Linked DNA regions of Mus musculus: regions 1, 3, 4, 5 and 6 are each linked to region 2. The links are chromatin contacts, called in public ChIA-PET maps. All regions are on one chromosome and are shown on one strand. Each heading gives the region's core, a stretch centred on a gene start, on an enhancer-like site or on the middle of the called end of the contact. The rest is flanking DNA. Distances are from core to core; before and after follow the strand shown. Region 1 overlaps Gm36287 (a long non-coding RNA gene). Region 2 has its middle 190 kb from the start of Gm29835. Region 3 overlaps Gm36287 (a long non-coding RNA gene). Region 4 has its middle 32 kb from the start of Gm36441. Region 5 overlaps Kidins220 (kinase D-interacting substrate 220). Region 6 has its middle 36 kb from the start of Gm46343.

What was found. ChIA-PET counts read pairs in DNA pulled down with a chosen protein or histone mark.
Region 1: an RNA polymerase II ChIA-PET map of memory CD8 T cells shows a contact between it and region 2, with 6 times the contacts expected there. The contact joins two enhancer-like sites. A contact is called at or near these places in 1 of 39 promoter capture datasets (liver), 4 of 484 Hi-C or Micro-C datasets (all in liver) and 6 of 115 datasets of contacts at active chromatin or transcription factors (CD8 T cells, T-cell acute lymphoblastic leukemia, embryonic stem cells and 3 more).
Region 3: an RNA polymerase II ChIA-PET map of memory CD8 T cells shows a contact between it and region 2, with 4 times the contacts expected there. The contact joins two enhancer-like sites. A contact is called at or near these places in 1 of 39 promoter capture datasets (liver), 2 of 484 Hi-C or Micro-C datasets (cortical neurons and liver) and 3 of 115 datasets of contacts at active chromatin or transcription factors (CD8 T cells, memory CD8 T cells and pancreatic cancer cells).
Region 4: a contact with region 2 is called in an RNA polymerase II ChIA-PET map of effector CD8 T cells, with 11 read pairs. The contact joins two enhancer-like sites. A contact is called at or near these places in 1 of 39 promoter capture datasets (liver), 5 of 484 Hi-C or Micro-C datasets (all in liver) and 6 of 115 datasets of contacts at active chromatin or transcription factors (CD8 T cells, T-cell acute lymphoblastic leukemia, effector CD8 T cells and 2 more).
Region 5: a contact with region 2 is called in an RNA polymerase II ChIA-PET map of memory CD8 T cells, with 7 times the contacts expected there. The contact joins two enhancer-like sites. A contact is called at or near these places in 4 of 115 datasets of contacts at active chromatin or transcription factors (astrocytes, embryonic stem cells, large pre-B cells and 1 more).
Region 6: an RNA polymerase II ChIA-PET map of memory CD8 T cells shows a contact between it and region 2, with 8 read pairs. The contact joins two enhancer-like sites.

Annotation. Positions count from the first base shown.
Region 1 is chr12:25,214,274-25,218,488 of GRCm38.p6, forward strand. Gm36287 (a long non-coding RNA gene) reads left to right here. Exons shown (of 9, transcript XR_003950180.1): 7 at 3,472-3,649. Among named protein-coding and RNA genes, the nearest start is that of Gm36441, 6.8 kb to the left of the region's middle. Within about 2 kb of position 2,703, at least 93 of the 459 cell types and tissues checked have an H3K27ac peak or open chromatin away from gene starts, as enhancers often do. A contact at or near this core is called in CD8 T cells and memory CD8 T cells, where this site is marked.
Region 2 is chr12:25,782,792-25,786,934 of GRCm38.p6, forward strand. No RefSeq gene overlaps it. Among named protein-coding and RNA genes, the nearest start is that of Gm29835, 190 kb to the right of the region's middle. Within about 2 kb of position 1,935, at least 29 of the 459 cell types and tissues checked have an H3K27ac peak or open chromatin away from gene starts, as enhancers often do. A contact at or near this core is called in CD8 T cells, effector CD8 T cells and memory CD8 T cells, where this site is marked.
Region 3 is chr12:25,186,050-25,190,477 of GRCm38.p6, forward strand. The region is part of intron 5 of Gm36287 (a long non-coding RNA gene); the gene reads left to right. It overlaps Gm36496 (a long non-coding RNA gene), which reads right to left. Exons shown (of 3, transcript XR_381348.4): 1 at 3,421-4,428; 2 at 2,779-2,992; 3 at 1,456-2,466. Among named protein-coding and RNA genes, the nearest start is that of Gm36496, 2.6 kb to the right of the region's middle. Within about 2 kb of position 1,357, at least 10 of the 459 cell types and tissues checked have an H3K27ac peak or open chromatin away from gene starts, as enhancers often do. A contact at or near this core is called in CD8 T cells and memory CD8 T cells, where this site is marked.
Region 4 is chr12:25,239,828-25,243,674 of GRCm38.p6, forward strand. No RefSeq gene overlaps it. Among named protein-coding and RNA genes, the nearest start is that of Gm36441, 32 kb to the left of the region's middle. Within about 2 kb of position 2,019, at least 106 of the 459 cell types and tissues checked have an H3K27ac peak or open chromatin away from gene starts, as enhancers often do. A contact at or near this core is called in CD8 T cells and effector CD8 T cells, where this site is marked.
Region 5 is chr12:25,040,894-25,045,167 of GRCm38.p6, forward strand. It overlaps Kidins220 (kinase D-interacting substrate 220), which reads left to right. Exons shown (of 32, transcript NM_001081378.1): 26 at 353-409. Among named protein-coding and RNA genes, the nearest start is that of Id2, 53 kb to the right of the region's middle. Within about 2 kb of position 2,423, at least 1 of the 459 cell types and tissues checked has an H3K27ac peak or open chromatin away from gene starts, as enhancers often do. A contact at or near this core is called in memory CD8 T cells, where this site is marked.
Region 6 is chr12:25,265,626-25,270,038 of GRCm38.p6, forward strand. No RefSeq gene overlaps it. Among named protein-coding and RNA genes, the nearest start is that of Gm46343, 36 kb to the right of the region's middle. Within about 2 kb of position 2,881, at least 77 of the 459 cell types and tissues checked have an H3K27ac peak or open chromatin away from gene starts, as enhancers often do. A contact at or near this core is called in memory CD8 T cells, where this site is marked.

The sequences.
Region 1 (4,215 bases), core at 1,453-3,952, 570 kb before region 2:
TGACCTGCAGTGACCCCGAGGAGGGAAATGTCTTGGCTAGACTTGAGGACTTATTCTATGAATCAGGGGCAGAAGTCTCTGGCCTTGTTCTGTCATTGAAGTTATGTCACATGATTTTGTAGAGGGAGAGTGTCACCCCAGTTTTTTGACAACCAAAGCTGGGCTACACTTTAGCTTGTAGACCCCTAAGAACTTCCTCAACAGAGGATCAAACTGTACCGTGAATTTGATGAGTCTATTGTATGTAAGAGGCACCCCGGTACAGCCTAGCCCTTGGTATTCCCTGATGAGAAGCCAGTGAAGAGGAGAATCAGCACCCCCTGCTATGAGTAAGACCTAGTTGTAGAGTCTAGGAAAGAGTTTGAATAAAGAGATGCATAGGTTTCTCATGTAGCAAGTTGTCTGGATCTGATGACCTTAGAGTTGATGTAGCAGGCAGAGCTCATTGTGGAAGAAAAAAGAAACCATTCTAGGTATGTTAGTCAGCAAAGTCTCTACTGCAGGGGATTTATTTATAAAATCAATGGAGGGGCTGAAGGAGAAGGATACAGGCTGGGCCTTGGGAACTGCTCTACCTGGAAGGGTCTAAGTCTCATCCTTGGGAGAACTGATTCTAAGCCCTCCAGCCTAGGGCAGGTGTGGAGAAGGGGTTGGCATTGAATCCTTGTCTCTAGAGAACTGATGCTATCTGCACTACCATTCAGACCTGGAGGATGAGTACCGTCACACAGTGGCAGCCACCGTTAGGCATTCTAGACAGAGAAAGCATCCACTTGACCACTGCCTTATATAGACAGTGATTTTGTGAAAGCTAATTATCATCCAAAACCTTTACTGAAAGGAAGCTTGGGGAATACCTTCCAACTCTCTTAAGGAAGAATACAAGTGGGCTATTCCAGGGAACCCAGCACATGGGACAGCAGAAGGCTGCTGGCTAAAGTAGGCTTGCCCAAGAGAAGTTCTTCAAGAGAAGTTTGACTCAGGAACACATTCTCCTTTAGGTAGGCCCATGATGGAAAGGGACCATGTTTTTCAGTTTCTGATTTGACACTGGAAGCTTTTAGCCCCAGTTCTATATCCCTCAGATAAGTGGCTTTGAAAAGTTCCGGTTGCCCAATTGTGGGATAAGGAAGTGTGTGTGATAAGCCAGAGTGGGGCTCTCCGGCTACAGCAACTTATGGTCTAAGGTCTCAGAAGTACTTCTCCGGAGGAGTAGCTCTTTGTTCCTGGATTTGCGAGGCCTCAAGAGCCCTTCACTGGGCACTTTCTCTGAGAGTTCATAAGGATCAAAGGAGCAAGGAGGAGGGGAGATGTGGGGGGAGTTTGGTGACCACAAGTGAAGGGGGGTGGGGTGCTGCACAAACAGCTGTGTCCAGTGTACCCGACCCAGAGCTCCAACATAGATGCTTCTATTAGGATGGGACACCAAAGCCCAGCCCATTTGCCTCGATTTCCCCCGGCAATGACCACTGTCTTTTAGGAGAATGTAGAGAGGGCAAGCACTCACAATGAGCCTGGAACTTCACACTGCAATACCATCTGAGCTCCAGTGGTTACCTGCCTTATAAGCTCGGTGGCTTCTTCCCAGCCTTGGTGGTCTGTCTGTCTGTTGCAGTGGGGATGGAAAGCAGCTAAGGGTGTTTGCTCAGTGAGCATTTACGGAGCATCTCCTTTGCACTGGGTTCTTGGTTAGCATTAATTAACAGGGGCTGGAAAGATGGCTCAGTCAGTAAAGTGCCTGTCAAGGAAGCAAGAGGATCGAAGTTCTGATCCCCAGGATCCCATGAAAAGCCGGGAGTATGGCCTTCTGTAATCCCAGCACCACAGAGGCAGAGAGCTAAGAGGATCACTGGGGCATGCTGGCAATCATCACGCTAGGCAGTTGTGAGCAACAGAGTTGGTGACAAGACTGTCTCAAAAATAATGTGGAGAGCAGTAGAGAAGACATCTGATATCAACTTCTAGTCTACAAACACACACACACAGACAGAGAGAGAGAGAGAGAGAGAGAGAGAGAGAGATACACACACATACAGACACACACATACAGGTATACACACATACACACATACATACACACACTTACACATAGAGGTACCTATACACAGACAAACATACAGACACATACATACTTACACAGACACACATACATACACATACACACACATACCACACAGATACACACACATACACAGCACACATATACATACACAGCACACACACAGGCATACACATACCACACACATACATACACACATCACATATACACATATAGACACATATATATATACACATACATATGCATACCACCACACAGATACACACATACACACCACACACAGAGACACACACATAAATACAGAGACACAGACACACATACACACACACTCACATGCACATACACACACACACACACACACACACACACACACACACACTAAAGGGAGGGCAGGGAAACAATAGATGTGTGATAAGGTAAGGTGTGCTGCTTAGAGACCCCAGATACAAACAGGATGCAGTGTTCTGGCCCTGCAGTCATCACTAGGACATATCTACCTGGGGCTCTCCACGTCCCTTGCAGGACTTCCTGGTACTAAGAGGAAGGCAAGGGTGGGGCAGAGCGGGTGGAGGATGGGATGGTTCTGCATGGTTACCCATGGCTGCAGCGGAATGTGGTGAATGGTTAACTCCAGATACCACTTCTGGCCCTGAAACAAAAAGCTATGCTTGTCAGCATTTCCCTTTTCTGTGCTGTGAATACTCTCCCATGCTGATTGAAGCTCTTCATGGGGCCTTGTGTGGCAGGCAGGTCTGCTCACACTGGGCATTAGCAGTACAAAGCCGCAGGCTCCAGGATGCCATTGATGTGGCAAGGGGCTGGCTGTACTGTGGAGACAGGGTCACTGCCCCCCCTGACCCCCCCCCCCCCCAGGTAGGAGGATCCTATGGACTGACCATGCTCAAATGGCTTCATGTATATCTTAGCAGGGGGTCACTAAGGCCTTGCCACCCAGCCCCAGGGACTTCAGAGTCTTGTCTAGGGTCACACAACTGGCAACTAGGCCCATCCCCCACTCCTGGTTCTTGTGTTCCCTTATGACCTCTTATTTCCTCCGAGGCCAGTCCTGTCTGGAGAAGTCTGTTGGAAGGCAGGATGGTGACACTTTAGCTACTTGTACTGGGAGCAGACACTGGCATGCTAAAAAGTCAACAAACACATGTGCTCTTTGGTGGGCTCTGAACACCCGGCTTCCTCCAAGTCTTTGACGGCAGCCTCATTTGTGCTTACCATCCTGCCTCCCGGTCCCTCCCGTGCCCGACATGAGTCCCATGCAGATGAAAGGACACAGGAGGTAAACACATCCCAGCACCCAGTGTGTCCTTTTCACTGTAGGCAGTTTCGAATCCCCATTTGTGAGCTTCGTGGTCCATGGCATACTTGAACAACCATTGTCCTGATTGTTCCCAAAGGGGTGTCTACTACCTCGAAGAAGATTGTGTGTGTATGTGTGGATCAGAACTCAACTGAACTTGAAATGCCAGGCCTGCTGTTTCACACGCTCTGGACATCATGAAGACAGTTTTCCCTCCTAGCCTCGGCTCCTACTGTAGCAGTGAGATGAACCTGCATCTAAGGGGGCTTGCTCAGGTGAGCATTTATCGAGAATTAGCCGATGTTAACAAGCATGAATAACCAGGCTGTGGGCCTGAGAGAACGTCAAGTCTTTTGGGGGGTTGGGGGAGAATGACCATTAAAGGTTGATGCCCAAGCGTGACGAGGCAGAGAGATGTGGGGGCAGAAGTTGGTCAGAATCCGTGGGAAAAGGCCCCAGAGGCTTTCTGCAGGCCAGGTGGCCAGGTGCGGCGCCTGCGTGTGGGCGGACAGGTGCTCGGCTGATGTCCCAGGGAGAGAGACATGAAGAAGCCTGCTGGCTCAGGGTCTTCTGGAATGCTGTGTGTAGGTCGGGGTGGTGAGGGGGAGGATGCCACAGCAGTGGAATATCCCTGGGGTAAGCGAACTCACGGGGTTTAGTGGGCTCACCAGCTCTCTCTCTCTCTCTCTGCAGAGCCATACACTATGTTTGTGGCTCACACTGCCTCCATGAAGCCCTGGGAGTGTTCTAGTCTTAGTGACCCAGGGCACACGTGATCACGTGAGCTGCAGAGCATCCTGCTTTCCGAGGGCCACCATAAGGGACGTTAGGTGGCCTGCTC
Region 2 (4,143 bases), core at 685-3,184:
CTCTCTCACACACACACAAACACACACAAACACTCATACATAAACACACATTATACACACATACACACACATACATACATACAAGCACACATACACACACACACACACACACACACACACACACACACACACACACACACACCTGCAGTCCTCCAGGTCTTCTAGCTTGCATTTATTTCTATTTATTCCCCTCCTCTCAGAAACCTCTGAACACCTCTTTTTTGATGTTCTGCTCTTCTCATCTACACAGCCATGTTTGCTAATCTGACCTGTGCTGACTACATCTTGCCTTGGCCCTCCAGGCCTGGCTTGGCCCTTCAGACCTACCCGGAGCTCCCCTCAGAGGCCTGGTTCACAGTTGCCAGAAGCTTCCTCGTTTGTAAGGCATATACAGTCCCTCTTGACATGGGACTTGGAATGGAGCCAAAAGGTGAGTGAGACCCGCTGGGTTCCTATGCACCTGTGTTCAAACAACTTCCAAAAGCTTGCTCTTTCTTAAATCAGCAAGCAACGTGAGGTCTCCATTTCAACTTTAACACTTGCTATTTTACAGTAAAAAAAATTTTTTTTCTTGATGATTTAAGAAAGTGAATGATTGGGAATCAAATTTGGGATTCCAGGGGGTTCCAAACAGCCTAGACGATTGTCTGACATTGTTCTCTCACAGCTTGAAACAATTTGACAATTGCCTAACTTTAAAATGGGATTAGCTTGCATTCCTATGAACAGATTGTCATGCATTTTGGTAAGTAAGTAGAGGTTGGAGACACACGTGATCACGTGGAATGAGGGTGGGGGGAAGAAGCATGTGTAAAAAGAGGTTTAAACACCAGCCACGGAGTGCTTCTGCTGCACCTGGGGAGAGGGTCGCAATGCCTGCCGAGAAATGCCTCCTTAATTTGCAACAGCCTGTCTCTGCTTCCTCTCCCTCTGGCTTCCTCTCTCCTACTCCTTACTCTTCCCCTGAAGGTGGTTACCTTAAAACTATAGCTATCTGGTTGAGTCAATTGGATTTTAATAGCAAGATTTCATAAATTAAATATATTTCAAGACGGCTGTTTGAATGTGTTCTTAGAGGCCTATGGTACCCATCTTTCTGGCACTTCAACGTATTTTTAAATAGCCTATTATAGTGGTAGTTTAGCAGGTCCTGGAGTGCTCTTCCTCTGCTTTGGTATACGCTGACATGTCACGAGTACAAGAATCCACACAGAAGCTCACAAGGCCCAAGAGGCTCTGTCACCTGTAATTGCAGCATCCATTCACAGGGCAGCAGGGAAAGACACTGGGCATTTGGCTCCCTACAGCGAGCTGCACTAGGATCCAGAGGGCTGAAATCATTGCTATGCTATTCTTGACTCCTCCCTGGTCCATGGGAACATAGATCTGAAGACATTAAGTAAATGCACACATCTAAATGTTCTACTTGGTAGAGTTATGTTTTAGCATTCTTCATTTCCATTATTCAGTTGAGGTTTTCCCCAACATAAGTAGGACCTGAAGATTGTACTGGCAACTGATTCATTCTCACGCCAGAAACAAAGAGGGAAGCAGTTACAGATGGGGGTTGGGGAGAGGAACAGCCTGGGAAAACCGACTTGCTCCAACAGCCAGTGACAGGTAACACGTAGAACATGTAGTCAGAAAGACCACAGGGAGTCAAAACCTCTACTCCCTACACAACAGACCTGTTCTAGTTTCTCAGCCATGGTTTATTCGAGATACCACAAAAAACAAGGTGTTGCTACAAGAATGACTTCAAATGACTCACATCACGTGGCCAGCACATCATGCCTATTTAGTAACCTTTGGTTTCTTTCTGTTATTTTTTTTTCCACTGCAGCTTCTGTTTTTGAGATCAGGGCATGAGGACACAAGAGAAAGACCACAGGCATACTTCTTCTGGCTAGAGCAACCAATGGGCTTAAGCTCCAAGCTTCCCCTCACCAGGAGCTGAGTGTGTGAACTTCCTGGGCTTCAGTTTCCCCAGCTGTAAAGTCTGGTCTGTATCGGTGAGCTCTGCTTAAGCCTTCGGAAGCTCACCCTCCTTATCAAGTGATTATAGGTATTCGCTTTTTGCCTATAGCGCTGCTGCTGCCTCTGCTTTCTCTGTGTATGCCGTGAGGATGGTGAAAGTGTTCACATACCGTGGTTCCCGGCACAGAGTCCCCTCTCCAATCATTCCCATGGCTACCCTTGGTGTAGCCATGTATCTTGGCTGTAAAGCTTGCTCTGCCCTTGGGGGCCTCAGTGTGGATTCTTGTATTTGTGACACATCAGACTAGAGCCATTAGCCAGGGCAAAGGAAGACCAGAGGAGGAACTGCTGAGCTGTGAGCAATGGGCTATTGTAAATATATAAATTAAATGGCCCTCATTACTGGAAGCTTATGCCATTTCTCTTGGTATAGGAAGGTTCCTGGATACCTTTAGAGTTACCTCCTCCACAGAGTCCACGATAGAACTCCATCAAGAGCACAGCTCTGCCCATCTCTGCAGTAATTCCATGCATGTTATATTTACTGTTGATGTGTGCGTGTAATATGTAATACATTCAAGTCAAAAGCACTCTGAGAGACAACCTGTCTACTCCTTCATTTTATAACCATTAAGTGAAGCAATGATTCATCTGAAAATCACAATATCAGAGCTCCCCAAACCCCACCTGCACTATTCTTTCCAGAACATCGTAGGAGGCATCTCAGTGAATGCAGACTATAAACTGAGATTCGGAAGACTGGAGGCAAATCTGGTCCATACCGATGCACTCTGCCTCCAGATTGCTTAAGCCTTCGGAAGCTCACCCTCTTTATCAAGTGAATATAGGTATTAACTTTTTGCCTATAGCGCTGCTGTGAGGATTAAACAAGGTGCTGTGTGTGACAGCACCTGGCTCCAGGCAGGTGCTTACTGAACGTTAGTTAGTTTCTTCCCCATCGCAATAGAACTTGCATATTTATTGGTGCTTGGAAACAGGAGAGAAACCGGAATGAACAAAGACTTCTGAGGGTACAGCTGGCCCAGCGCCTGTACTAGGAGGTGTACACAGGTGAGTGCCTTTAGGCATCGACCTGGACCAGATACTGAGCACCAGAGCAAGAGAGCAATGGGATCTTTCTTTTCTGGGAACACAAATTAACCGGCCAGGATGCTGTGGGCAATAGAAAGAAGGTTGTGAAACCCACAGGTGGCCCGGAGCATGGCACTGACCAGAGTCAATGTCAAGGCTGTTTTCCTCTGGGCTATACTCGTTGCCAGGTTTGCAGGGCCCACAGCCAAGTCAAACAGGGCTGCACACAGTCAGCATTGCACTTGCTCCAGGCTCTCCCAGGGATGGCTTCACCGGGCTCTGTGGGTCAAATGTTCACCCTGTGTCACCAGGAGGCAGTGCACCTGTATGGCTATTATATGCCTGCTGAGAAAGCAGCTCCTCTCCTCATAGCTCTTCCACCCCCTCCAAATTAAAAACAATACAAAACAAACCCCCAAAACAAAAAGGCTTCCATGTTTATCTCTCTTTAAAGCACAGAACTCTCACTGACTGCAACTTGTCAAGCCCTCCGCCAAGCCTAAACATTTGCCTTGGAACGGGGCCATCGGAACACAAGGAGTCACCACTGTCCCGGGCTGATGTGTCTTAAAAGAGCTTCAACAGTGGAAAGGCCATGAGCTCATCACTGTACCACGTAGATGGTCGAGTCTGAAGATTCAAATGAGAGGACGATTTGTTAGTTTCAATAGTGATTTCTTCACAGCATTTCTTTACTCTGTGCCGGCTACGTGCCTGGGCTCCCATGCCTGACTTCTTAACCATGAGCACTACTATCTGCTATTTGGTCCGTTCTTCGGGGACATGGACAGAGGTTTGCAGCAGAGCTAGGTGGCTTGCCCACTGGGCAAATGTGTGATGGAGTCAGAGCTCAAATCAAAGTGGGGTTTATTTGTTAAAAAAAAATGATCAGGTGGCTCTGACTATAACATACTAAGCAGGTGAGCAGGCGACAAAGAAATGAAAACCTCCTGAGATAAGAAGCTTAACAGAAATGTGGCTATCCACTTCGGCAGCCTGCAGACAAATAGCAGTCTTGGGAAGGCAGAAGGATGACTCCTGTATGTGTGTGTGTGTGTGTGTGTGTGTGTGTGT
Region 3 (4,428 bases), core at 107-2,606, 600 kb before region 2:
ACTGAATAGTAGTTCACTGGTCAGGCCTTCAAAAGATTGGCAGTAGACAGGGAGTACAAGGATTCTAACAGAGAGAGAGAGAGAGAGAGAGAGAGAGAGAGAGAGAGAGAGAGAGAGAGAGAGAGAGAGAGAGAGCAGTTCTACCTCCTGCTACAAGGCAGAAGAAGCAGCTACATCATCTCCTGGGCTCTGGGATGCTAGGGAAGGTGAAGTGATAGGAGGGCTGGCTTTTGGGTCCTGCCCAGTTGAGCCCTGGGAAGATAGGACGTTTTTGGAATCTTGTGTTCCTAAGGCCCTACTTGTCAGATTCCTATAGGTCTCATCCTGAAGTCAGAATAGCTTGCTTAGCAGCCTGTAAGTAGGGGCTGCAGATTCATCTACCAGCATGCATTTCTTAGAATCTACTTTTTGTTCTGAGATCCCACTGGCTAGAGATGGGTTGAACAAACCAAGGTCGAACTCCTGTACTCATGGATTCCAGTACCTAGAATGAGGGGTCTCTTTATAGGCTATGCCAGCTCTTAGGATGAAATGGAATTGACCAAGGGCATGGATTCTTATCTCAATGACTCGGAACACTCCTAGCAACCAGTTGGTAAAAGCTGGGGACATTTTGTAGTTCACAGTATCTCATGGCAAAGAGTAACCTTGTTAAAAATACCTGTCAACTATGCCTTGTGGACTCCTTGCCCAGTGGGAGAGCCAGGTGTTAATTTGCCACACAAATGAGCAGTCACACAGCACCCATACTCTGAAGGAAGCACAGGGAATCAGCAGGATGATGCTGGACCCTCCCCAATGCCAGCTGGACCCACAGGATGATGCTGGGTCCACAGCCTACTGAACAATGCTACCCTCATTCAAGAAAGGCTTTCTGTTTTCAGTTAGGCCTCCCTGGAAATCCTGGAAATTCCCTCATAGACACACCTAGAAATATATTTTATTAATTTCCCAGGTATCTTTCAACCCAATCAATTGTTAATCACCACTAACCATCACATTTATCCATATAATAAGCTAGATGCTAATCTTCTCTGTTTTTGTAGAGGCCAAAGTACCCAAAGCCACACAGGTCAACAGACTGGAGATCTACCTAGACACAGCTAACTAGTGCCCAGCCCAAGAGCCTGTCCCTTAACCTCTCATTTATCCCTGTGTCGTAGCTCCTTTTCTGGTTATTATGACCAGTACTTGACAAGAGGCAACTTAAGGGAGAAAGGATTTATTTGGGATGAAATTTTGAAGGTATAGTTTGTCATGATAGAGAAAGCAAGCTAGCAGGAACACACAGCTATATGCTTATCTCTATGTGGACCACGAAGTGGAGAGGGGGCAGGAAGTTGGGCAGGACTGTAAACCTCAAGGCCTGCCTCCCCAGAGATCCACTTCCCCCATGTAGGCCCTTGTTTTAGTTACTTTTCTGTTGCTTTGATAAAACGTCATGACCAAGTCTACTTCTAGAAGAAAACATTTATTTTGGCTTATGGTTTCAGAGGACTACAATGAGTGATGGAGGAGGGAAGATCAGCTCACATTTTGATCCACAACCACGAGGTAGAGGAAGAACACTGGGAGTCTTTTAGAACCTCAAAGTCCACCCCCAGTGATACATCTTCTCCAACAAGGCCACACCTCCCAATCCTCCCCAAACAGTTCTACCAAGTATTCAAAATAGGAGCCCAAGGGGACTATTCTTTAAATCACCACAGCCTCACCTTTAAAAGGTTCCAGAAACTTCCCAGAGAGCACCATGAGCTGGAGAGCAAGTGTTCAAACACACAAGCCGGTGTGGGACTTTTCCTAGCCAACCTGTAACACTCAACAACCCTTCTGCTCCTCTGTCTTCCAGCCGAGACATGCCACTGTTTGTTCTTGGTCCTCTGGGCAGGTAGCAAGAATCTTATGGGAAGAGCCATCTGTTCTCATATGCTTTGAGTGTGAGATGTTGCTGCTCAGGACAGTTGACTATGCTTTGCTGGTCCTGAATTTGCCTTCAGTGATGACATTAGCCAAGGCAGGAGTGATTATACCATACAAATTGGCACAAGCTACAACAAGGGCTGCTTTTAATTTCTTTACTCCCTGGAGCTGATTGTTGCCCCTCTGCTAGTATGCCATATCCCCAAGACTTAAGATTTCCTGGGGCTCACTCATTGGAAACCTCTACCTCAGACAAGGCTCTGTCTGGATTGGATGTTGGGAGGCCTCTGGCATCCTTGCAGCTTTCTTATCTTTGCTGCGTGTCTGGAAGTCTTCTGTCTGTCTTTCAAAGGCCACAGTGGCCTAGGCTCCAATTTACTGGGCTCTCAGGTTCTGGACAGCAGGAGGGAATCAGGGCTGCCCACTGTAGCCTTTCTTAGGATGGAGTAAGATGCAGTAACTTCTGTTTCTTTCCCTCCACATTCACATAGCAGCATCTCAGGGAGGGTAGCATGGGGCCCAGGATCTTAGAGCTGACATTTCTACCTGCCAAAACATAGTGAGATTTAAGTGTGAGCAGAGACAGGAAAGGCCAAGGGCTTTCTTGTCCCTTAGAGAGAGACAGGCCATGCCATGTTCCCTGTGGAGGGTACCTGCATGAGCTGGGGTTCTCCCATGGCAGGTCCCCATGTTTGCTCCATCTGACAGATAAGGAAACTGAGGTTCAAAGAGGAAGTAACCTGCCACAGACACAGACTGTGAGGGACAGATGTGAGAGCTTCTCTGGGGCAGAACCAGAGGCTGGCTTCCACATTTCTCTAGGCTCAAGTACAGAGATCAGCTCAGGACCAACATTACCTTCAGACCCCTCGTTGGATATCCATATCTTCCCGACTTGCTGCATGAAGAAGGGGTTTCCCCAGCTGCCTATGAGAGGCCAGTAGGAAGTGCTGCTGTCCCCGTGTTCAGCCTTGTGTATCAGGTCTGTGGCTTCTCCAAGGCTCACTGAGGCAATTGGAAGGATCCTGAGGTTTTGAAATTGCTACAGGCTTTGCTTGGGTTGGTAAGCCAGCTGACAAAGTAAAGGCAGGCATGGGGTGGTCACCATGGTCTCTTTTGGCCACATCTGATGCCTAGACCCCCTCATTCCTGCTTATAAGCCCACAGTGCCCACTCCCATGTGAACAACTAGCTCGTACATTTCCCCATTCGGCCGGTGGTGAAAACTGTGCTATTTTAAGCCCACATGGAAGTATGTCTTTTTTTTTTTTTTTTAAAATAAGGACCATCTGCTACCGGCCCCAGCCCAGATGATACAGTTGGAGCCTACCCACAGCATCCTCTCCCGCCTTCAGACGGTTCCAGGAACGAGAGTGAGTCAGACTCAGCTGAAGCACGTCTTGCTAACCCAAGCAATAGCCCAGGGGCCCAGCATAGGGGACCACCTGCTCCCAGGGCAGGTGTTCCCTGCAACCTCTCCACACAGGGAAGGAATCTCACCCTGAGCTTCATGGGGCACTCAGACCCGCCTTCCAGATGTGCCCCTTCCCTTTCCAAGGGACTGCAGCCAGCCACAAGTTCAAGCGCAGCTGCTACAGCTCCTGGCCCTGGCAGCTTGTCACAAAGCGCGTCACACAGTGAAGCTGGTGGCTCACAGCTCGGTCACTTCCTGCCAGTGGCGGCTCTCAGAAGAACTCCTGGGTCTACTTTAGGTGCAAAAAGGGTAATTGCTATCAGGAAAGGACGACCAGGGGTGGCGTCGTAGGCAGCTGTGTCTCTGGGCCATTGAGAAGGTACCTTTAAACACTAGTGGCTCAGCAATGCTACCCAGCTATCGGCCCAGGTGCAGCTTTCAGCTCTCCACCTGGCTGCCCTTCCTTAGCAACGAATGTCTCATTGTGAAGAGAGGCCATTAGCTTCCAGTGCACATCTGGCTTACAGACCATGCTTGCTCCTCTCAAGTGTGAGGCAAATACAGGATTATCAGACCCATCTATGATGCCAGCAAATGTGAAGGAGGACCACACATGGGAAGGGTTTGTTCTGCTGCCCAGCGATCGATCATGTTTTGTATCATACGGAGCTGTGACTGTGCCATCTGAGTATGCTGAGAAGCTGTAGAGACCTGGAAGGCCAGACTCTCTGGACTTGTCACCACCCCAATGCACTTCTTGAGCCCTAGAACAGCCTCCAACCCCAGCCCCAAGGGACCCTCAATAGAGAGTTCACAGGTAATGGTTCTCCAGCCTGGCTATTAGATCATTGTAGCTTTGGCCTTCATTCGTGATGCTGGGAACCTGGGGACCCCAGAGGCCAGGATTCAGCTTGGTGTTTATCTTCTCTGAAGTTCCCTTTCTCCTCCCGTGGTTATGGCTGTGCCTGGATGTGCTTGTGTTGGACAGAGCACGGTCCCATTGTGAAGTCACAGCACCAGTCCCCACAACGGGTTCTGGGGTCCTGTTGGGGCCTGAGCCCTTTCAGTCTTGAGTCCCTGCTAGCATAACTTCC
Region 4 (3,847 bases), core at 769-3,268, 540 kb before region 2:
CCCTTGTTCTGACTCTGCATAGGGATCTAAACAACTGCCACCTAGCTACGGGTGGCTCTTACCCTGATGTCCTCTGGTCCCAGGCTTCTCTCTCTGTACACCTGACCTGTGTCCCCTGAAACCTCCCAGACCTTTGGGCCACTTCTGCTTCCAGCTCCTGTGGCCCAAGTGCTTAGATCTGTCAGAGTACTGGGGATCTAGGACAAAGGCAGAGTCCTCCCCAACAGTGCCCCCGGGTGCTCCTCTACCAAGGCTGGTTTCTGGAAGGCTCTTGAAGGGTGATACTATTGGATTTTGTTTCAGAGGTGGGTTTCACTCCTCCCATGCCCCACACAGCACAGCCTTGCGAGCTGAGCTCAGACGGAGTCAGCCTGCTGCCTCGCCACTGTGAGGTGGTGACTCAGGGGATAACTGTGGGCAGGGGGGCTTTCCAGCAACCCAGTTAGCTGAAACCACACAGCAGCCTTCCTAGCCTGTGGGGTGACCTACTTCTCAGTTCCCGCAGCTTCGACGCCCAGCCGGCAGAATGTTGATGAGGAGGCCGTGCGCTGGCCTCTGGTGAGAAAAGGGGACAGAGATGCCGCTGGTTGATTTGACCTTGCAGAGCTGTGGGGACAGGATGTCCTGTTCTTTCTGATGCTGGGAAGTGGTCTGGGTAAAGGGGACTTCCTGTTAAGTCCGGTAAGTTCCCAAGGAAGGGGGACCGCAAAGGCTGTTTGGTTACACTCACCCAAGAGATTCTTCATTCGAACCCTCCTAACTAACCTTCCTGGGTGCATTTCCCAACCAGAAGGAACAAATCCCAAAGGGCTCCTCGCCCAGCTCCTCAGTTCGTGTTTTAGTGCTGAGGTGAAGAGCGTACTCTCTGCCTTGCATCCACGTGTAAGTACACCCTTCTCTCCCGTCTCAGGGCAGGAGGAACTGCTGGTGGGTCATCCAGGTGACTCACACTGCCTTAGTCCACCCATCCCTACAGAGACACAGAGATGCCTAACAAGGTCACTGGTCTCTTTCTTTCTTCAGTCTGGTCTTAACACCATGGCAGCACCTCCTTTTTCGTGAATCTTTTCCCAGCCAATCCCTTCTCCACGGGGATGGCCCAGATTCCCCTCCTGGGACTCCAGGCAGTAAAACTGTCCTAATTGGCTACTGTTTCCTCTCTCACCACTCTACTCTCTCTGGCTAGGATATCCCTGGAAGCCAGCAGCCTACTTAGCACTTGCCAGCCCAAGGAAACTGACCCTGTGGGTATAAAACATGCCCGGCCAGGCCACACACCACAAGACTTTTACACCCCTCCCCTGTGTGTTTTCATTGCAGGTTGGAGGAGGATAATGTGGAATGGTAGAAATGGGCCTTTAAAATAGGATGGCTTAGCCTTGCCTGGCTCCCTTCGTATTTAGCACCTGCAGGCAGGCCTGGCAGGATCTGCAGGCTACCTGTAAAACAGAGAGAAAGGGGACTCTGGCAACTTCCCTCTATGTGACTGCTAATGCTTGAGGTATACAAGCCATAGGCAGGGAGAAGGTGGGGAGTCAGTCAAGACCCGGTTTGACAAGGGTACTTGAATTTGAGGGCTTCCTGACTTCTCTGACTCTCAGTTAGCTCATCTGTTAAATGGGTTTAATCACACTGCCTACATAGGAAAGATGTAGAAACAGTCCTAATAAATGTCCACTGACAGAAAGATGTGTAAAGAAAACATAGCATCTACAAAGGATGGAATATTATTTAGCCCTCAAGAAGAAGGAATGGGTAAGCCTTGAGGACATTTACTAAGTAAAATATGCCAGCCATAGAAAACAAACACTATATGATTTCATGTACTTGTGGCATTTGGAAGTAGCCACATTCATGGCCTCAGTGAATGGAATGATACCAGGAAGTGGAGAGAGAAGGGAACAGACAGGAAGTTTCCCTGATGCTGAATGTATAAGCTATAGACATTGGGCCTCCAGTGAGCAGCAATTTCCTGAATACTTGCATGTCTGTTAACACGGGCAATCTCATATTGAGAGTTCTTACCACAATAAAAAAGTCATCTGCATGGGAAAAACAATATTACCCACATCACAGAGCTTGCACAGTCTAAGACAGCGTGCCAAGAATATATGCATTTGGTAGTTGGTAGCTGTGCTTGCTGGTAGATGGCTGGGTAAGTCCTTAAAGAGGAAGAATCAGGCAGGTAATGTTATACGAGTTGGGTTCTTTAGACTTCTAATTTATTCTCTCACCCTCACAGTGTCATGTGACTCATATCAGGGACCTTCCAGCTTGTTTTAGACAGGGTCTCTGTGGTTTTTTGCTACACATGCTGGTTGGCTTATGAGCTCCTGTCTCTGCCCCTTGTCTCTCTGTAGGAGCGTTTTGGTCAGATGTGCTGTGGCATCCATCTTTTACGAAGGTTCTGGGATCTTGTGTAGAAAGCGCTTTACCCACTGAGCTATCTTCCAGCCTCTCACTCACTCTCGAGGTCTTAACATTGTGGAAATGTCTTATATATCATTTCTGACCATCATAAATTTAAGTATCGATTAGTAATCTCTTTTATGGAAAAGTAGATTCATGTGTTCCCAGCACACTTTAAAGAGTCAAAATACATTGTCACTTGCTAATTTCTGGCAACAAGGCCAAATCTTAAATAAAGAATTAGATATTTAGGAAGCAGAAACTGAGGTTTCTCAATCTCGCTGAGTTACCCACCCCCCCTCAGTGTATGGTGCAATGAGTGGCTCACAAGCTCTTATAGCCACTAAATGATGTTCTCCTCAGCCCTTGGGCACCCGTGGACACGGGGGAGTTTGGGCTCTGGGCTGTGAGTGAGGAGTGAGCTTGAGATCTGACAACTGACACCTTGGCATCCCCATCCCTTGTCCCATACCAAAGCCCAGGAGTTAAGAAAAGGACCACCCACTTATCAGTGAGTGCATATCAAGTGAGTCCTTTTGTGATTGGGTTACCTCACTCAGGATGATATCTTCCAGATCCATCCATTTGCCCAAGAGTTTCACAAATTCATTGTTTTTAATAGCGGGGAGTAGTACTCCATTGTGTAAATGTACCACATTTTCTGTATCCATTCCTCTGTTGAGGGACATCTGGGTTCTTTCCAGCTTCTGACTATTATAAATAAGGCTGCTTAATGAGCATAGTAGAGCATGTGTCCTTATTACCAGTTGGAACATCTTCTGGGTATATGCCCAGGAGAGGTTTTGCTGTGATATTAGCCTAGAAACTTAGAATATCCAAGATACAATCTGCAAAACACAAGAAGTCGTCTTCTTCTTCTTCTTCTTCTTCTTCTTCTTCTTCTTCTTCTTCTTCTTCTTCTTCTTCTTCTTCTTCTTCTTCTTCTTCTTCTTCTTCTTCTTCTTCTTCTTCTCCCCCTTCTCCCCCTTCTCCCCCTTCTCCCCCTTCTCCCCCTTCTCCCCCTTCTCCCCCTTCTCCCCCTTCTCCCCCTTCTCCCCCTTCTCCCCCTTCTCCCCCTTCTCCCCCTTCTCCCCCTTCTCCCCCTTCTCCCCCTTCTCCCCCTTCTCCTCCTTCTCCTCCTCCTCCTTCCCCTTTCCCTCTTCCTCCTCTTCCTCCTCTTCCTCCTCCTTCTTTTCTTTAAAGATTTATTTATTTATTATATGTAAGTACACCGTAGCTGTCTTCAGACACTCCAGAAGAGGGAGTCAGATCTCATTACGGATGATTGTGAGCCACCATGTGGTTGCTGGGATTTGAACTCAGGACCTTCAGAAGAGCAGTCAGTGCTCTTAACCTCTGAGCCATCTCTCCAGCCCTGACCCCTTCTTTATTATGAACTCTACAGCACTCTCTGTATCCAACAGGGGACAAAGACAGC
Region 5 (4,274 bases), core at 1,173-3,672, 740 kb before region 2:
CTCTGTGCATTTACATTGGCATTACGGCTTAGCAGATAGAGGTGCAGCACCAGGAAAGCATTCCAGTCTGCTGCAGGGAGTCTGCAGAGTGAGGTTGTTTAAACATACTATTGAGTAGAATTAATCCAAAACAAAACACATCTGTGCAAAATATAGTAGGGGCTCCTGATGATAAACTTCAAATAACTATAAAAAACAAGTTCCCTGATAACATAATTTAAGCTACATTTTAGAGTGGTGGAAGGGGAATTTCTGTCAGAGTTATCTGTGTTGTTATCTCAGCATCGTGTTCCTTCATCTTCCATGTCACTCATCCTGCCCTGTTACTCACTCTCCTGTTTTATGTTGCTAGGAGGTAATCAAGGAGGATGCTGCTGAGGGCCTTCCTTCACCCACAGCCTCCTCGAGGGTAATGGGTAACTTTCTTGTGGCGTGGAACACTAGTGTCTCGTTGCTTCTGCAGCAGTAATGATGTCTTAAAGCATTTGGCACTAACTCACTTATGGTGTGATGGGCAGTGTAGAGTAGCCAAGCACTAATAATTACAGCTCATGAGTTCATTCCAGAGCTAATGTTTCCTCCTGCATTTCCCCTTTCTCAGAGATGTGAGAGGGCTTATTTTCTTCAGTAAGGAAGGGCTGCTTCCAGGAGTCATCACACGTGTTCAGATGGATTTTTCCTTAGTGCCAAACGTTGTTTTCCTTTCTAAGTGTTTTTTTATAAAGTCTATACTTGGTGTGATTCTTGTAGAATGGCTTTGAAAGTGTCACACATCACCTTTGACACAGGAGGACACAGGAGCCGGGTGCTGCAAATCAGCATGTCCCTAGCTCCTCACTTGCTTCAGTGTCTCCACCGATGGCATCTTCCTGCAGCACTACTTTCTCCTTCTGTTAGTCATGAAAATAAACCATCTAGACAGACCCAGCACTGGCTCAGCATCTAAAGGAAGTTGTTTAACAGTACATAACCACACAACAGATTGTAGAGGAAGCCACTAAAGTAATAATCCTTCCAGACCTTATATTTAATAAGAAATGCCTGCAATGAGCAGCCATAAAATCGTACTTTAGTCAGTCAGTATGCAGTTGAGGAACCCAGCTTGTGTGTTATGCTCAGAGTATGTTATCACGTGCAAACATGGTCTCTCTGATCTAGACCTATTCTAAAATGCTCTAAGCACCGGAGAATTACAGGCTGAGGTATTACATCCTGAGTTTATCAAGAACATTTAACTTAACACGTATATTTAAATAGGTGATAAATTTTTAAACCTTCATTTCCTTTTAATTAATCTAGTTAAGAGACAAAAATGGAACCATTTTGTTGTTTTCAATGAGGAGATGATTCTTAAGTCATTGACATTCTAGCTGAAATGTTTGTGTAATTCAATTATTTACAAATGACAGGCATACTGAGTCACAGCAGTCCCGTTTGGGTGCTTAGGGACTCTGTGGCCTATGGACGATCAACATTGTATGCAAAAGTGACTTTCAGTTTATTCAGAGAGCCTTTGCTACAGGGGATTATGTGTGCAATTCAGTTCTAGAGACTAAAATTACTCAGTGAATTTCTGATGAAAATCTGATATTACGAAAGATTTAATGCTTTTGATGAATACAGAAATACTAGCTCTTCCTGTGTACGGAAATGTAGGCAAACACTTGTAATTAAAATGTGTCAGTAAATTGTTTTTTCTGGGTCCATTAAGGAGAGCATTCTACACGGTTTGAAATAAGGTTTCTTTTTTTTGGGGGGGGGGGGCAAGGGGAATAATGCAGTTCCCGAGCCATGCTTAGAAGCTCAATACTAGCACATAAAGGCACGTCACATAGGGCAGCGTCTGTGTCAGTGAGTAACACACCTCTCGTTCTTAGCACTAAAAGGTAGCTTGTAGCTGGTAGAGTAGATAATAGATGCTCACCATGCTTCTTGTGCTTCTAAGAAATTAATAGTGACAACAGCTGGTAACTTGTGTCCTGTAGAAGACTAGGAAAAGCAAGCTGACATTTGTTCAAAGCCAATGAAAGCAGTGATGGAAACTAAAGAACCTGCCAGTCTTAGGCCTTGAGACTCCATGACCACAGCAATGCTTATAAAGGAAACATCTCACTGGGGCTGGCCTACAGGTTCAGAGGTTCAGTCCATTATCATCATGGTGGGAAACATGGCAGTATCCAGGCAGACATGATGCTGGAGAAGGAATTGAGAGTTGTACATCTGGATTGGCAGACAGGAAAGAGAGAGGGAGAGAGAGAGAGAGACAGAGAAAGAGAGAGACAGAGACAGAGACAGAGAAAGAGAGAGACAGAGATGACAGAGACAGACAGAGCAGGGGAGGGAAGAAGGTGGACAGATAGACTGACTGACAGACTGCTGACTAGGCCTGGGTTGAACATTTGAAACCTCAAAGCCTAGCTCCCAATGGCACACTTCCTCTAAGAAAGTCACACCTAGTTCAACAAGGTGACACCTCGTAATAGTGACACTCCCTAGTGACCAAGCATTCAAATTTATGAGCTTTTGGGGCTCATTCTGCCACACTGCTAGCTGAACCAGCAGCCAACGGGGGAGTCAGTGGCCCTTTGTGCTGGACGCGCACAGCAAGGCTGGTTATTGGTCTTGTCTCTTTGGCCAGCAAGCATAAACACATAGACATGATGAGAAAGGCCACTGGCAGATAACTAGGAGATAAATGAACATTTCATAACAAATTGTGATATTATTACAGACCCATGATAACATACAAAGAGATGAGGCCAAAAAGTTAACCGACTATGGTCTTTGCAAAATTTAGATGAACTCACCTGTTTTTACCACTCAAAAATTTTGACAAACCTTTGGAAAGCAAACCTTTGTGGAAATGATAAGTTTGCTCACACTAACATTATAGAGGTCGTGGCCTACAAAGTACAGCCAAACCAGCAGGTAGGTTATAGATAACTATCTGAGTGTCTCACCAAGTAGGGGCTTGGAATAGAAGCTCCGTGCTGGTTTTGCTCCCTATAATTTTATGGCTGAGAGAACATGCATGCCAGATCTTGTGAAAGTGAAGGTACGCTCTCAGACCTGAGATACGCTCTTAGAGCGTTAGAGTTGGAAAGGACGAGTGTATCCTTGTCCGAAGGTAGAGGACTCCTTTCTCATAATTGAAGTTTAATCTGTACTTGAGTTCATAAGAGCAGCCCGTGGGCCAGCTTCAGCTTCCCTTTTCTCCTGATGCTTCCTTAGGCACAGCTTGGATCCTGGGGTCTGGTCTAGCTTCCATGGAGCAAGTGAAATATAGGGGCTTACACCAGGACACAGGAGCAGGAGCCAGATGAGGCCATCCCTGTGGCCTGCCTTGCCCATTCCCAGAATGTGAACAGGCTGCAGCCTTTGTGGTTAATAGGTCATGTGATACATTCCTGCCCTTGCAGAGGCCACCCTGATTCTGTGCTTTACCACCTGAAAAGGCAGGCCAGTTTCTTTGGTTTGATTTCGGGAATACTAAAGCTCAGCATATTTAATTACATTATTACTAAGATTACCCAGGTCCTTAAAGACAGAACTCAAACTGCTTCAGTTGGGTGAAGTTGGCTATCGGTGGAAAGCAGTGTCCGTGCTCACAGCCAGTTTAGATTAGCACAGGTGTTTCATTTATTGATGTTTCTTAGGTGCAAGAGGCATAATTTAGATAAGTTTTGAGGTTTTGCAAATGCCCGTACATCTCTTAAGGACAGGAATGATCTGGGAATCCCATAGGCAGTCCTCTGCACATAGAGTACACTTAGACAGACTAAGGCAGCTACACCATCATTAGGTTGGCCTGCCATTAACATGGTCTCAGGTTGCCTGAAGTGCTGCGAGCCTCCTGACTGTGTTAGGGAATTTGAAGCTTTCCTGGATGATTACACTACTCTCACCAGCGTGGCCTTTGGCCTCTACATAGACTTGAACTCTGTGGCCCCACAGAGCTGTGAATTGCTTTGAGGAAAAAGATTTACAAAGTTCGCAAAACACTCTGAGAAGGCATTGTCTAGAAATACTGGAAAAGTAAGGGAGAATGGTTTGTCATAAATGCATAAAATGTATAGTAAAAGTAATACACACACATACATATATATGTATATATGTGTGTGTGTGTGCATATATATACATATATATATATATATATATATATATATATATGTTCTAAATAATTAAAATGTATCCAAGTTTATGAACACCAAGACCATTGCATAGTACACTTGAAATGAGAGAAACGTAAATGCAGTTGAGGCACAGTGTGAGGC
Region 6 (4,413 bases), core at 1,631-4,130, 520 kb before region 2:
AATACTGTAATGGAGGGGCAGGGTCCCCAGGCATTCAAGGAAGCCTCAGACATCGGCAGCAAACACAGGTACTTTTCCTGCCTTGGACCAACGGGCTTAACATTTATGCCGATTACACAATTATTATTCAATGTTATTTAACACCTGGAAAGTTGATTTGACCTGTTCAGATGGCAGGCAGTGGGATGGGGTGTGTCAGAGAGCTCAAAGTCTTAAATGGGCTTTCCAGCTGCTGCCCTAGAGGTAATCAGGTAGAGGGAGGCAATAAGGAGGAATAAACAAACAAACAAAAAAAGCTAACTTAATAAAAACAACAATCAGGAAGGGCGAGAAACCCAGTGGGCTCCTACATAGAGTTCAGCAGGCAATAAGGGGTAACTATTTCGGGGTGGGGGTGGGGGTAGGGAGGAGGGGGAGCCAAGGAGATAAGCACCAGGCAGGCTGCACCTGCCTTTCTTAGGTAACCTCTGAAGAATGCAGCCACAGGCTCCTGCTCATTCACACCTCCAGCTCTGCACTCCCTTCCATGGCGCCTCTCCACCCAGCTTCCCAACCTTGATTTTACCTTCTGGTGGTGTACAGAGGCTGCTCAACCCTGAGCTGTGTGTGCACTGGGGGCACATCTCTATCCCTTGCTACCTTGCGATGTATCCCCGGGGCCTTGCTTATTTCTCCACACATCCTCTTGCTTTCGAAAAGGACTGAACTTAAGCCAGGCCCGCAATGACAAATGCCTTGTGTTCTCTGTTATGCCAACCCCGAAGCCTCCCTTCTCATTGTTAAATGTGTGTGTGTTGAGGTGGGAGTAAATGTGGATAAAGGGCAGGAAACTGGAAGAGATCCTTGAGATGGAAAGGGGGGCTTAAAGGGAAGGGTTGGGAATGACAATAGCACACAATTACCATTAACTGTAAGGGGGATCTTGGAAGGAAAAGGGTGTGGGGGGGCACTGGAGCACAGGGCAGGAAAATGGGAGGGAGGGGTACGAGAATCAATCACAAAACAGTACGTTTGCAAGTGCTATCATAGAACCAGTTACTTATTTGTAAGCTAATTAATTAAATGAATGAATATACTCTAAAAATAAAATTGCAAGCTTCCTTGTATACCTAGATCACAGGTATAACCCTGTATGCTCTTCAGAATGTTTGATTGCACCGTGGGCCTAGCCTCTCCCAGCCTGGCCTGCCTTCACCCTCACCCCACCCCCTACCAGTCCCCACCTCCGCATCCGGCAGGCAGGCAGGCAGGCGTCCTGTCCTGGGTCCCACTGCTTGGAAGGATGGGTGTAGGTGGAGCCAGGCGCTGCTGGCAGGACGCTGGGGCTTTTGGGGGAAGGGTGGGGGAGAAGAGGGCACCCAGCTGCAAGGCAGGTGCTGCTGTCACCAGAGGTGTGGGTGCGCCAGAAGACAGCCTTGCATGCTCCACCAAGGTCCCTTAACCCCATGTCCCTATTCCCTTCCCTCTCTGAGCCTCAGCCACCTGCCCAAGAGCAGTTTCCACGCCTGGAGGGCATGCCAGGGCTGTGCCTGGACAAGAGCTGGCTGTGTGGACCCTTCCACTCCCCCACGACGCCAGCACTGCGCCAAGAGCTGTTGACTCTGGTTCCCTGCTCTAAGAGTCCTGTCAATTCCGAGCCCACATTCTACACTCTGGATAGATTGGAGGCCGTCAACACTGAGTTGTACAATCACACAGTAGGACGTGCAGCTGATGCAGGGCCTGGCAAATACATTCCGGGGCAACAGGTGTCCTTGGCTGGACACCATCTCTAGTCCTGCCTGACAGTGTCCACAGTGCATCTAAGCCCCTAGGATTTTTGAGTCCCTTTTGGTCCTGGCAGGTAACTTGCGCAATGCCCACCTCTAAGCCAAGTCTCTGGAGCCAGCAAGGGAACTGGGCCGGAGTTTGAACTTCCAGGTTGAAGTTTAGATAACTGAGCTATCTGAGGGGCCTGCTCCTCACAGCTGCCTTCCTGTGCCAGCATCCTCCCATCTTTCTGGGTGTCTGGTGGGCGGTGGGTTACCTGTGAAAGGCAGAGTGAAGAGGGTACCCTACACTTGCCAGCCGCCTGCACAGGCCTCAAAGCCTTTGAAGAGCTTCAGGCTGGGCGAGTTGGAGATGTGTAGGCCCGGAGCCCCTGTGAGCAGAGCACGCGCTTCGTTTTCATATTCTTGGTCGCCTTCATCAAGATATACTATTCTTCGACATTTCCTGCTCAGAAATCTTTGAATCTCGGTTCTTTGTCCTGACAGCAGGTGCAGACCAAGCTCTAAGAAGGCGCACTCTTTAGACGCCCCTGGGTTACTCAGCTCAGTCTCAAACCACAACAGATCATATGTTCCTCCAGAGAGATCCAGTGATGTGGGGCAGAGAGAGTCAAGTCCAGAATGGCCCCGACATCTCTCTGTTCATGGGGCAGAGTGTCTGCCTTGTGCAGAAGCCAGGAAGCCAAGTTCTAGGTCCTCAGCAGAGAGGCACCAGCCTGCTTGCTGTTTCTTGCTTTGACTTCTAGAACTGAGCCGTGCATCCTCGATGCCCCTGTTAGGAGCAGGGGGGGATGGTTCCCTCTCACTGGTAATGGTTTGCAGCAAGACACATCCAGACTTTAGCCAGTGGCCTTTCCTTCTTAGGCACTGGCCTACAGATGCCACAGCTGATGCCCAGAGGATAGTGGTCTCAACAGGTTTCATCCTGAAATTTTTATAAGATGATTCTGGACTCCAGGGGCCCCTTCACTGGGGGGACATAAAAGCCATTAGCTCCTGCGGTTTCCATAAAGGAAGTGCCCTGCTTCCTCTGTCGTAGCCCCAGTGGGTCTGGATAAAGACAGATTACAATCCTTGGGCATCTTAAGAACGAATACCATGGTTTCCGCCTTGCCTGTGCCTGGCACCGTGCCACACGGAATGGAGAGCCTGAGTCACAAACCTCAGGGATGTCAGTGCCATGCGATTTCATTCTTTCTGTGCCTTACCTTCCTCCTTTGTCCAGTGGGGTGTGTGTGAATAAGAGTATCAGCTGCATAGAATCAGTGTGAGGGAGAAATGAATCTGTAAATCTCTTCAGAACAGAGCCTGGTGTCAGCCAGTATGGAAGTGGGGGCTCCTAGCTATTTATCTTATGGTTGGGTCATTTGGCTAAGCAATGTGGATCTTAATCCAGCTATTGATGTGTTACTAAAAGTTTTCTTTTTCTTTCTTTTAATGAGATGGGAAGAAGGGGAAAGAGAGGCCATGGGAAGGAGGATATTATTAGTCTACGTCACTACTAAGCCAAGCGGAAGCCATTGGCTAACGTGGGCTCCAGGATTCCTTAGTGGAGCCACACTGGAATGGCCAGCTGCTTTCAGATAGTGTGACGTGGTGAGACTGAGGTCTGGAGGAAACTTGATTGGCACCGGACAGCCGTCAAGTCTTGCACTGGCAAAAGCTCTACTGAAGGCATGGGCTGTGGTTTAGTCAGTACTTCTTGCTTCAACTTTATATACAATGCGATTTTAGGTTAGCCATCAAACTACCACTAAGCACTTAGGAAAACTGAAAAAATTAAGAAAGCTCTGTGTGTTTGTCTGCTCAGTCTGAGCATCTGAAGGTGGCGTGACTCAAAGGGAAATCTCTGGACTATTGAGCTGAAGCCAGGGCTGCACAAAGGTTTGCAGAGTGCTCTAACCAATGTAGGTGCTGGCTGGCAAGTCAGGCTGGGAAGCAGCCAGCAGGAAATGTGCACGCAGCCCCACAAGGCTGCACCTGCCCGCCCTTGGAATGCCTCCTGCAGTTGAAAGCATCTCAGGTCAGGTCCTTTCTGAAATTCCTTTCCAGGAAGCCCCCTGAAGGTTCTTCTGAACTGAGAGCTCTAAGGAGTGGGCTTGGGACTTCGAGTTGACTCCAGGCGGTGACTGGAGAGGGCTGTGCAAAGCCCTGGCCCGTGTAGCGTCTGTCTTGAGCTATAACTCACTACAACTGAGCTACAGGCTAGGTCCAGGTGAGACTGAGGTGGTCTGCGTTGTTTTTCTAGAAATGGAAATGGCACCTGCTGAGTCATCTCAACTCTTCCCAGATGGCTTTTGTTAGCAACCATTTGTATTTCCTAGACTCCGGTTTATAAATGTCAACCGTTCTTAACCCCTTCTTCTCCACAGAACCTGTGTGGCCATCTCCGTCTCCTCACTGACAGTGTATGAGCCTGAGGGCTGGCAGTCTCTGAAGGTCAGGTGGCAGTCTTGCGATGCTTCAGGAGTATCTGACAGTGATACGGAAAGAGAGATTTTTAAGGGTAGTTGCTGTTTATGCCATGACAATTAGACTTGATCCCTTGTAAGCATTTCCTCCTCTTCCTCCTCCTATCTGCCATCTTCAAAGCAACGGGGCAGGAAAAAAATGCTGCTTTGCCCTATGTAGATAAGAACACAGC